Regions from separate parts of the Mus musculus genome. Here region 2 is linked to region 1. A link is a contact called in public HiChIP or PLAC-seq data. All regions are on one chromosome and are shown on one strand. Each heading gives the region's core, a stretch centred on a gene start, on an enhancer-like site or on the middle of the called end of the contact. The rest is flanking DNA. Distances are from core to core; before and after follow the strand shown. Region 1 has its middle 24 kb from the start of Prss23. Region 2 overlaps Me3 (malic enzyme 3, NADP(+)-dependent, mitochondrial).

Evidence for each region. HiChIP or PLAC-seq counts read pairs in DNA pulled down with a chosen protein or histone mark.
Region 2: a contact with region 1 is called in an H3K27ac HiChIP or PLAC-seq map of embryonic fibroblasts, with 9 times the contacts expected there. The contact joins two enhancer-like sites. A contact is called at or near these places in 1 of 15 datasets of contacts at CTCF or cohesin (large pre-B cells), 5 of 484 Hi-C or Micro-C datasets (the HL-1 cell line, Sertoli cells, embryonic fibroblasts and 1 more) and 4 of 115 datasets of contacts at active chromatin or transcription factors (embryonic fibroblasts, epiblast stem cells, pancreatic cancer cells and 1 more).

Annotation. Positions count from the first base shown.
Region 1 is chr7:89,538,764-89,543,950 of GRCm38.p6, forward strand. No RefSeq gene overlaps it. Among named protein-coding and RNA genes, the nearest start is that of Prss23, 24 kb to the left of the region's middle. Within about 2 kb of position 2,373, at least 51 of the 459 cell types and tissues checked have an H3K27ac peak or open chromatin away from gene starts, as enhancers often do. A contact at or near this core is called in the HL-1 cell line, embryonic fibroblasts and pancreatic cancer cells, where this site is marked.
Region 2 is chr7:89,834,955-89,840,141 of GRCm38.p6, forward strand. All of the region lies in intron 7 of Me3 (malic enzyme 3, NADP(+)-dependent, mitochondrial), which reads left to right. Among named protein-coding and RNA genes, the nearest start is that of Ccdc81, 66 kb to the right of the region's middle. Within about 2 kb of position 3,072, at least 58 of the 459 cell types and tissues checked have an H3K27ac peak or open chromatin away from gene starts, as enhancers often do. A contact at or near this core is called in the HL-1 cell line, embryonic fibroblasts and pancreatic cancer cells, where this site is marked.

The sequences.
Region 1 (5,187 bases), core at 1,123-3,622:
CAGCAACGCCCAACAAAGACCAGCCACAGCGTTGCCCACTCTCTGTTGGATTATACTTATGTCCTTTCCAAACGTCACATGTGCTCTGAAGCATCTGCTCCAGCAAAGCATCACATGCCCTTTATCCAGATGCAGCTTCCAAAAAAAAAAAAAAAAACATGTATCTGTTCTCAGCAAAACATCCTCTCATAAGACAGTTTTCAGAAAAACATCACATGACACAACTGAGTCTCCAAAGAAACCAGAGGTTTCTACTCCATAGTCATGAAATATTTTAGTAAATAATACATAATTCACCAAGCTGGATCATAACTGTCAATTATTCAGATGAATGCACTGTACTGTTGCTAAAGAGTGAACTACATCCTCTACAAATGAAGCTTGGTTAAATATTTTATTTTTCAGATGATTAGCAAGACCACACTAACAGCAATGTGGTAGCTTTGTGGAAAGGAAAAACACTAGAAAACCTACATGGATACATCTTGAAATAGGATGAAGAAATTATAACAATGAAATACCACAAGGCTGAGGGCTTTGAGAAAGTGGCTCTCTTATCTAATGATTAGATAGGAAATGTTGCAGGAAGTTAGACTCTATAGATGATAGATCAAGGAATGATCTCTAATAGCATAAAATGCAGTTGCCATAGTAGCCATTTGAGGCCTGAGTCCAATAGTGAACAGGATTATGAGGCAATGAAAATACTGTGGTAGATCTTTACTGACAGCTGGCTCGGGAGCATTCAGCATTGGAGAACTCCACAGAATCACAGAGCTGGGCACAAGCTCTCATTGGTGTTAGACGTAGCTATTTATATTAGCTCGTGTAAAGAGAAATGACGACTGTTTTGGAAGACAGATTTAGGGATCTGATTTATAGTCCAGGAGGAATACAGATCCTGTTTCATCTGGCAAGAACAGGAATAAGATGGGCATGGTGGTGAGCGAGTAGATGTGGTGATGTTAAAGAAGAAGAAAACGTAGTGAGTCAGCTACAGAATGATGCTACTTAGGAAAGAAGATCAAACCCAAGAAATACCTTTCAGATACTGGAACCCCAGATTAGCCAAGAGAACACTGCTGCACCCTTACACCCTTACTGTGTTCATTTTTTACTCACAGAACCCTGAAGCTACTTATAGGAACATTTTAGAAGTGGCATTCTTTGTTCTTCCAGGTGGTAGGGTTTAATATGGTTTTGAGTTCCTAAAATAGTTAGCATGATAATTTTGAAATTTAAGAAAGGAAATAAATGCTTACTTAAAGTGACACGGACAATACGACCAAAACGAAAAACAAACAAAACAAAAACAAAAAAGAACCCCCGACTGAACAACAACAACAACAAAAATCTCAACTATCTTGGTTACAAATGGGCAAAGGACTTGCTTTCATGGGTAGATTATCTTTCCAAAGGAGTATTCAGATGCCCAGAGAGCACGGGTAAGGTACTCAGCACCACTACCATCATATAGATAAATCAAAGCCACAGTAAGATTCTCCCACCAGGATAGCTCTGATCAGCACAACAAATGATAACCTCTAGGGAAGATGTGAAGAAATGAGAAGGCTTATGGGTTGCTGGAGGCAAGGTAAACCAGTACAGCAACTGTCAAGATAGAGAACAGTGTGGCAGTCCCCACCCCCAAATTAAACATGCACTTGCCATGGGGTGAAGCAGTTTCACTTCTAAGCATGCCTAAAGGAACCAAGCAGGGACTTGAATAGATATTTTTAAACTCAACTTCACAGCATTATTACAAAATCCAAAAGGCAGAGGCAACCCACGTGTCTATGGACCAATGAGTGGTCTACATATATGAGGCTTTTCACTTAGCCTTAAAAATGAATCAAACTCTGAAAAGTTTCACAGCATGGATGAACCATCAAGAAAGCCAAGTCAAATGAGCTAGGCATGAAAGGATACATACTGCATACCTACTTCCCAATATGCAGTGCTTAGAGGGTTCAAATGCACATGGCTGGGAAGTACAGTGAGGGTCAAAAGGGGCTTGGAGGAAGACATGGGTATAATAGTGTTGTGGAACTGGATAGGGTTGATGGTTGCACAACATGAGTATATTTAGCATTATTGCTGAGCTGCATGTTCAAAATGGTAATGTTTTTTAAAAACTGTATTTCATCATAGATTTATAAAGATTGATTAGAAATTGACTAGGTTACCTAAACATGTATGGGGGATGGGTGTTGAATTGGCTCATCTGTGGTGGGGGGCTGATCTCAGATCTGCTTCTTTTCCCTATCTGGGTGTGTAATCTGAAAAAGAAGTCAGCATGACACAAATGTAATATGCAGCTGACGCAGCCCTGAGAGGTGTGGCCCACACAATCAAGACTGAGAAATAGCTGAGGTCTGAGTCAGAGATGCTTAAAATACAGCATAGCTGTGATGTTAGGGAAGAGGGATGGGATCACACCAAATCAGTGCTGCCCAACTCATTTGTCCTCATTGATGGGAACAAACTGAGGTGTGGTGGAAAGAACACTGAGGTGGTTTTGAATATCAGAGATCTGAGCTCACACTCTAATCGCATATTTTGGGTGTGGAGGTGGATGGGAGAAGCACCCCCACAAATTCTGGAGAAGGAGCATATACAGGCTAAGAAGGATCCGGAGGGTTTTTCGTAGGAGATGAAGTAAGTCAATAAACTGAGTCCTCCAAGGAGCAAGATCCCGACCATGATAGAAAAGGAGAAACTTGGGAAAGGTGCCCTGGCAAATGTGATGGAAGGCAAGCAGGATTAGTAAGGATTTCTGGGCAGCACCAGGGGCCCTTCAGAGAGTAGATAAGGGGGATTTTTGTAGCCAAACTAGTCACAGCTGTTACATGACTTTCCCCAGTGACAGGTTGGGGATGAAGAGCCATGATAGGGGTGTGGAGAAGGCAAAGCAGGTAAAACACTTGCCCTGCAGGCATGAGGGCTCACACTCAGATCCTCAGATCCTACACTAACCTGGACACAGCAGTGGACATCCATAATCCCAGCGTTTTCATGGCAAGATGTGAGGCAGAGACAAGAGAAGACCTATACGCTCATGGGTCAGAAAACCCGGCTAACAGTGAATAACAAGAGACCCCAATAAGGTGGAATTTAAGGACTGATACCCAAGCTTTTCCTCTGACCTTCATATGTGGATTGGGCATCCCTGTGATTATAGTTACTCCTGTTGAAGGTGGCTTTTAATTGAACATATTCAGGCTTTAATTACCATGTAAAGGACCCTGGGGGAAGGGCAGTGAAGTATGTGATGGCTAATCATATACAGATTTTTTTTTTTCCAGGCAAATGCCTAAAGAAAAGATTTAATAGTTTTTACATTGTTCTTTAGTTTCTGGGTGTTAAGATTTGGAAAGCAAAAAGGCAGTTTTAAAACATTAAAAAAATATTGCAAAGTGGGTATGTTTTTAGTTTCCCCGTAGAAACAATTTCAAACTCAGACTCTGCTGTTAGGGACCAACTCTGCTGTCCCAGGGAAAGTTGGCCTTCTGCAAATTCTGACTGAACTGCTGTAGGTGATGGTGCCTAGCATCCCGTGTGCTGTGCCTCAAGACAGAAATAAAACAATTTTATTATTGGGATTGATTTAGTGACCACCTCCACCTCAAATGTTTCTTATATTTTCTCCACTCTCTGAATAAATGTTCATTCACTGTTCAAATAGGCAACAAAAAGAAAGTTTGCCATGAGTTTTCTTGGCAAAGCTATGATTTTTTAAAAATATACTAGGAGTAGCAGGATGCTAAAAGCATTCTGTGCTGTCGTTGTTTTGTATATGATACTGTGCTGAAGTTCTCCTGCCTGTTGATCTATACTGTCTGCTTTGACTTTAGCCACCCATAATTACCTTTGCATGTCATATCATTGAGTTTCCCCACTAGTGAAACATGAATAATCTCAGTAGGTATACCCATGGGTCCCTAGAGGACTAAATGAGATAATTCATGTGGAACCCATAGCATAATGCCAGCATATAGAAAGTAATCAACCAATCAGTTACTCCTTGCCTTAGTATAAGCCTCAATCTTTCCTAAAATTCACTCTCAGGGTTTGAGTGTACTTCCACCCCTAAATTGCTCCATTATAAGCCACTATGATGTAGCCACCATTACTCTCTCTCTCTCTCTCTCTGTCTCTGTCTCTGTCTCTCTCTGTCTCTCTCTCCTTGTCTTTCACTTCCTCTTTCTCTTTATACTTTAAATGCCAATGTTTTTGGGTAGGTATCTTTAAGGCAAACATTCAAACAAACAAGCAAACAAACAAAACAGCTAAGTGAATAATTCCCTATGAATTAGGCAGCATTCTCTGGAGGAACAGAATCAATGCAGTGCATAGCTAAGTAATAGGTAGGTGAGTAGGTAGATAGATAGATAGATAGATAGATACATACATACATACATACATACATACATACATACATAGACAATCTATTAGTTTACAGGCTAGTGTCTGGAGCCTAACAACGGCCTGATAGTCATCTGCTAGTTGAATGACTGTTCCTATAGGTGAGGGATACCTTGGCATTCCCAATCCAGCCCTGAAAGCCTTCTTTGTTTAATTCTGTCAAGTGCAAGTTGGGTACCCTTCCTGAGCATTCCCTAAGATGCGATGTCCTCTGTGCACGCCACAATACCCAAAGAATCCTCTCCTTCTCCCTTTCTCTTCCTAGATTCATAAGGGCAAAGTTCACATCAACCTGGTTCATCAATGCAGTCCACTGGGCTACCAGGTTCATAGAAACCTCTTGATAATGACATATAGAACAAATCCATGCAAATCCATGAAACAAGACTTGTCACTTCTGTTTTACAAATAAAGAGATATTGGCAAATTTACAAAACATAATTCAGGTAGAAATGGGAATAAAATAAACTTATAGCTGAAGAAACTATTATCTGCCTAAAGTTCTGAGCCTGTGGTCTATTATCTTTTACTATTACAGCCTTAGGAGCAGTAGGGAGCTACAAATGTATTATCACCAAATTGAGAGGTTTTGTTCCTGACTCTAAAGAATCAGAAAAAGTTTTGAAAAATTAAAGAGTGAATAACTTAGGGAATATAGAAAACTATGCTATTTGAGTTTGTGTCTTTTTAGCACTTGGAATCATCTAACATATGCCCAGTTCTATGCTTCTAAAGTTCCATGCTTTTAGAGAAGTAGATGCT
Region 2 (5,187 bases), core at 1,822-4,321, 300 kb after region 1:
AGCAGAGGTCCGCAGTAGGTGAAAAGAATAAGCTGATGTGGAATGGCTTATGCTTGAGTAAAGGCTGACTACATTCTACAGATGATTGCTTACACCCAAAATGATGGCGAGGCTTCATGGAGTCAGTTAGAGATAGACTAGAGAGAATATAAACTCACTTTAAAGTTTATTGCCGAATGTTTGTGACATACTAGGCACTGTCCAGAGAACTGTACATAATTTAATCCTGTGAGATATTAGTATCTGTGCCTTATAAATAAAGAAACTGAGGCACAAAGAGAATAAGTAACTTACTGAACCAGTAAGTGTCCAATCGAACGTTTGTCCCGGGCATCTGGACTCTAAATCCCACATTCATAACCGCTTACCATACTGCTCTATGTCTAAAATCACAGAGCCAAATGCCTCTTTTCTCTGTGGTCCACATTATAGGGTAGCAGAAATATGATGAATGATTTTGGGAGACTTTGTTGTGAGCTTTCAAGGGGTGGCATAACACAGTTATAGCATACTATTAGAGAATTGAGTTCAAGCATAGGATTTCAGGACCTGGAAAGTAGATGCCCAGAGAAGTGGAGACCCTGAAGAGAAAGCTCAGCTTCTCGCACTGTCTCTCCAGCCCCCCTGAGGCCTGCACCTGCAACAGGCATTGGTGAGCGATGCCAACCTCATCCCAACAAGTCAAGTCCCCTGAAGCTGCAGCAGAACAGTCCAAGAAGACCAGCTGGAGGCTGAAGGGCATTCTTCCAGCCTGCCAGTCACCTCACAGGCAGCATGTGCCTGTGGCCTCGGAGGAAGCACCTGCTGACTAGTCGTCATGCCACTCACACGTGAGTCAGCAACGGGACAGCTATCCTCTGCGTCCCCTGGGCTGCCAAGTGGAAAACAAGTCCATTCAGGCAGCACACCAGGTGCAGACTCCAGATGTACAGGCAGACAGACAGACTCATGTGTGTACATCCTCATAAACACACACAGGAACAACGGCAGGCCCCTGCTGCCCGTCTACCTCTCTCTCCCACAGACTCATGCCACAGTGTTCCTCCAAGATGGAAACATGACTCACTGTGCAAGCCATCCCTTTGTGAGAAACTTTGCACTCATTTGCTGAAACACACGAACTGGAGAGCAAGGACCGCTTTCCTGTCTTCTACTCATCCCTTCAGTTTGGTTGGTTGTTTTTTTGTTTGTTTGTTTTGTTTTTTGTTTTTAAACAGTCTCTTGTAGCCAAGCCTGCTCTCAAATGTCTATTCCTCTTGCCTCTACTTCCCAAGTGCTGGAGGTACAGCTGAGTGCCACCATGTCCAGCTATTTCCCATCACCTTGGTCCCGAGGAATTCCTTTGTCCTTCAAGGCTCAGCTCAATGGGTGGCCTGCCCGGGAATGGTCTGGTTTGGGTACCTATGCAGGTGCTCTTCGCCATCTGTTCTTACACTGGTCCATTCTGAGTGGTGTGGTGGTTATCACGTTCACCTCTCAGCGATTGGTTCTACATGACTGTAACAAATAACTGAGAACACGGCTTAAGGAAGGCAAGATTTCTTGTGCTTGCTGTTTGAGAGGTTTCTGTCCATGATCCTCTGGTGAGTCTGAGCATCATAGCAGGAGTTGGGGCAGAGCTGCTCAATGGCAACAGAAAGTAATGAGAAAAGAGCAAAATGGTCTCAGGACCAGATACATTCTTGAAACGCATGCCCCTGGCAACCATTTTCTCCAACCGGCCCCCGCTTCCTAATTTTCATCATTTCTAGCATCATCCTCAGATTCTGAGTCCATCAATGAACTCACTGATGAATCAAAACTCTCATGATCCAATCACCTCTCAATGACTGGATCTACCAAGGGCCAACGATGTTTCAACACGTGAGCTTTATAAAAGTGCATCATATCCAAACCGGTGAACTTTAGATGCTTCTGTTGTATTCTCTGCCTCTCCCTAAACATCAGCTTTTGCAGTCAGGAACCATGGCTTACTTATTTTTGATCCCCAGTTCTCAACACAATGATTGGCACATTGTAGTAAGAGTGGTACGTGATATCTGCACGTACAAACGACACAGTCATCATCCCACCTCTCCCTGGAGAAAGGCCATGCTGGCCCCTGCTTTGCAGCCTCTCTTTTCTGACCATCATGCAACTTCACCACATATCTGCTCATACATAATTGCATATGAATGAACAATTTTTAATTAAATCAATTCATTTGTTTAAATTCATTATTCTGATACACACACACACACACACACACTCACACACACACAGATGAGATAGAAATTTCCTGATTTTTTTCTCAGAAATTAAGACTGAAGTCATGAATTTAGAACTCCTGAGAAGAGCTGGTAGACAGAACAAGAAATGACAGGATCTCCATCAGATCATCGCAGCCTTGGGTGATCACAGCCCAGTATGTACATGCACCCTTATAACTAATCAAAATGTGAGGAGGTTGGCATGGAACACACCCACGTCTTTCTTCAAGGGAAGATACACTGCCTTCACTGATGCAGACAGAGCCTCAGCGGCAGAAATTCCCTAAGTGATGAACGGTGTCTATTCACTCTATCCCTGTCCTGGACTGAGCTTCTAGTGAGGTTAGTTGAGGATTTGAGGTCTATAGTGGGTCTCAGTATCCTTCTCTGCCTCTGTCCACACAGCCACAAGCTTAGACAGGTATAGTCCATCCCAGGAAAACATGGGAATAATCTCAGAACTTGCCTGTGACCCACATACTGAAAGGACTGGAACAAAGTGGCCCCCGTGGAAATAAAGCTATCACCATTCTGCCTGCTTTCAGCATGAGCCCTGCCTCTTACATCAGTGGAACAGGAAAGGATGGAACAATGGTTCTCAGGAGCCCCCCACCCCCAGGCTGAGCTTCTAATGGGCTCTACTGTGCATGGGTGTCAAGCACCTCGTTTGTATTGTCTGAGTCACAGACCCCATGGGGCCCATGGGGTTGAAGTCTGGAGCCACAGCACAAAAAGACTTCCTTCTGTTGGCCTCCTCTGTCCTCACCCCAACTCTGGCTCACAGGAATCCCCAGCCCAGGCTAGGCTGGCTGGTTCTTGGTGAACAGGGCTACCAATGCTCTGACTCATCGCTGGCAACCTCTTCAGGAATTTTGGAATAGGCAGAGGCTCAGGTGACTTTTGTTGTTTCAGCTGGGAACATCCCTGCTCTTAGGGGAGAAGAGAGAGACAGGAAATGGGGACGGGCAGTGAAGTGGTCATGCTGCAGACAGATTAATTTTGACCTTGGGAAGGATAGCTTGCACGAAAGAAGTCAGGTACAGAATACTGCTGATCGAGTGACCTTGGGCCCTGTCCTCTACTGCAAACTAACCACATAGTGAAACTAACTCATCAACTCCAGAACACACTGCACAGGACCAGCCTCACCCTCTTAGTCCTTCTAAATCTTCAAGGACTGGTCACCTGAGAGGATGCTTATATCCTATGTCACCTCTTCACATTTTTGTTTGGTCAGTTTTTTTGTTTGTTTGTTCTCCAGATAGGGTGTCACTGTGTAGTTCAGGCTAACCTTGAACTTGAGGTGATCTTTCTGCCTTCACTGCCTTTCTGCTGCTTGGAATCACAGAACTGCATGCCTGGTACTCCGTACTTTCAAGTGTCAGTGAATGGGCCAGAATATTTAACAGACATCAGATAGAGATGGGTCTGTCTCTGAATCGTCACTTTTCTGCTCTGTGATTGTAGCCAAGTGGTATATGTTCTCAGAGCATCCTTTACCCCTCCTCTGAAGCGATTTAGCAGCCATGACTAATGATTAGCAAGTATCAGAGCAGCCTGTATGCTCCTCTCAGGCCAGCACTTACTGCTGTGAGTTGAAATTACCCATGTTGCACTAACTGGGGGTGTGGTGGGGTGGGGTGGAGTGAGGTGTACAGGAACAGCCACGCTGAGGTTCTAGTTCATGGTCCCAATGCTAATATTTTGAGTGCACAAGGATGGAGAGGAGGGAGGGGAATTGAAACCCAAGATAGAGCATTGTCGAAAATGAGGGGAGTGTGTGACTGCAATGCTACTGAAGTCTGATGAGGAGGGAGCCATGGGCGCCATGCTTTCCCACACTTTTCTGAGGTGATCTGGCAGTGCCGGCCTGTCTTGCATTGTGGGGTTTCCCTGCAGCCTTGGTTCTGAACATAAAACATGCTAACTTTGCACTGTATGTGCCATTCTAACATGCAACACCAACCCAGGCTGCCTGAGCTGCCCGGGCTCAGCTTGAGACTGCTATCTGCCCCAAACTGCAGTGTCTCTGCTGGCTTGTATTAATTTTTGATTATTGCACACTCAGAAGCTTTTGATGGTTGCTATGTTTTTCTGAACCTCCACTTCATGACTCCACGTGGGGTTACAACTCATGGTTTCATATGGTGTGCTCTAGAGCACGCTGGGACTCTAGAAAAGTTCCCTTATGACACAGGGCACTGCTGAAGTGGTCTCAAAAACCTTGCAGGGTGTCAGGAAAGAGAAATCTGACTCTTCTGAAGTGACGCTGGTAGCTCCTAGAGAACGAGCCTATATTGTGGCCCTTTCTGCATTCAGTGCCTTTGATGGCCTCACTTCAGCCCCCAATGCGTGCAAATGAATCCATGGAGGCAGTGGGCGGCTGCTGTGGGAAAGGGATGCCGTGAAACATGACAAAGGCCTGCTTGGCTTCATAGAAGCCACTTAGTCCTCAGAGACCCAGAGCTCCACAGGCACCTCAGCCAGACCTTGATCAGCCACCTCTTCCTGTCCCTCTAGCTACCAGCTACTGTCGCTGTCACCAATTCCTCCTGAAAGCTGTTTAGCAGATCAACTTGGTCAGATGTGATTGTTAAAAGGAATATTTTCAGCCTGTCCTTTTGTGCCATTTCCTAAACGTACGGCCTCAAGTCCTCTGTTTGCAGGAAGTGTAATTATGGAACATTCCCACTGAATAAGAAAGTTTGTTTATCTTTCATCACGAATGGGAACAACCAGTTCGCATCACTTGTGGGCACAAGCCAGGCTCTCCCACAACCCTAGACTCTCAGACTTCTTGGGGTGGTTACCTCCAAAAATCTCAGCAATTTTCCTCCTCTCCAATTTTAAAATTCCAGGCACAGAGTCCAAGAACTGACCCACCCCGCCCCACCCGACAACGGGAGTTAATGGTGGAGACAGTAACTTGCCTTGTCAA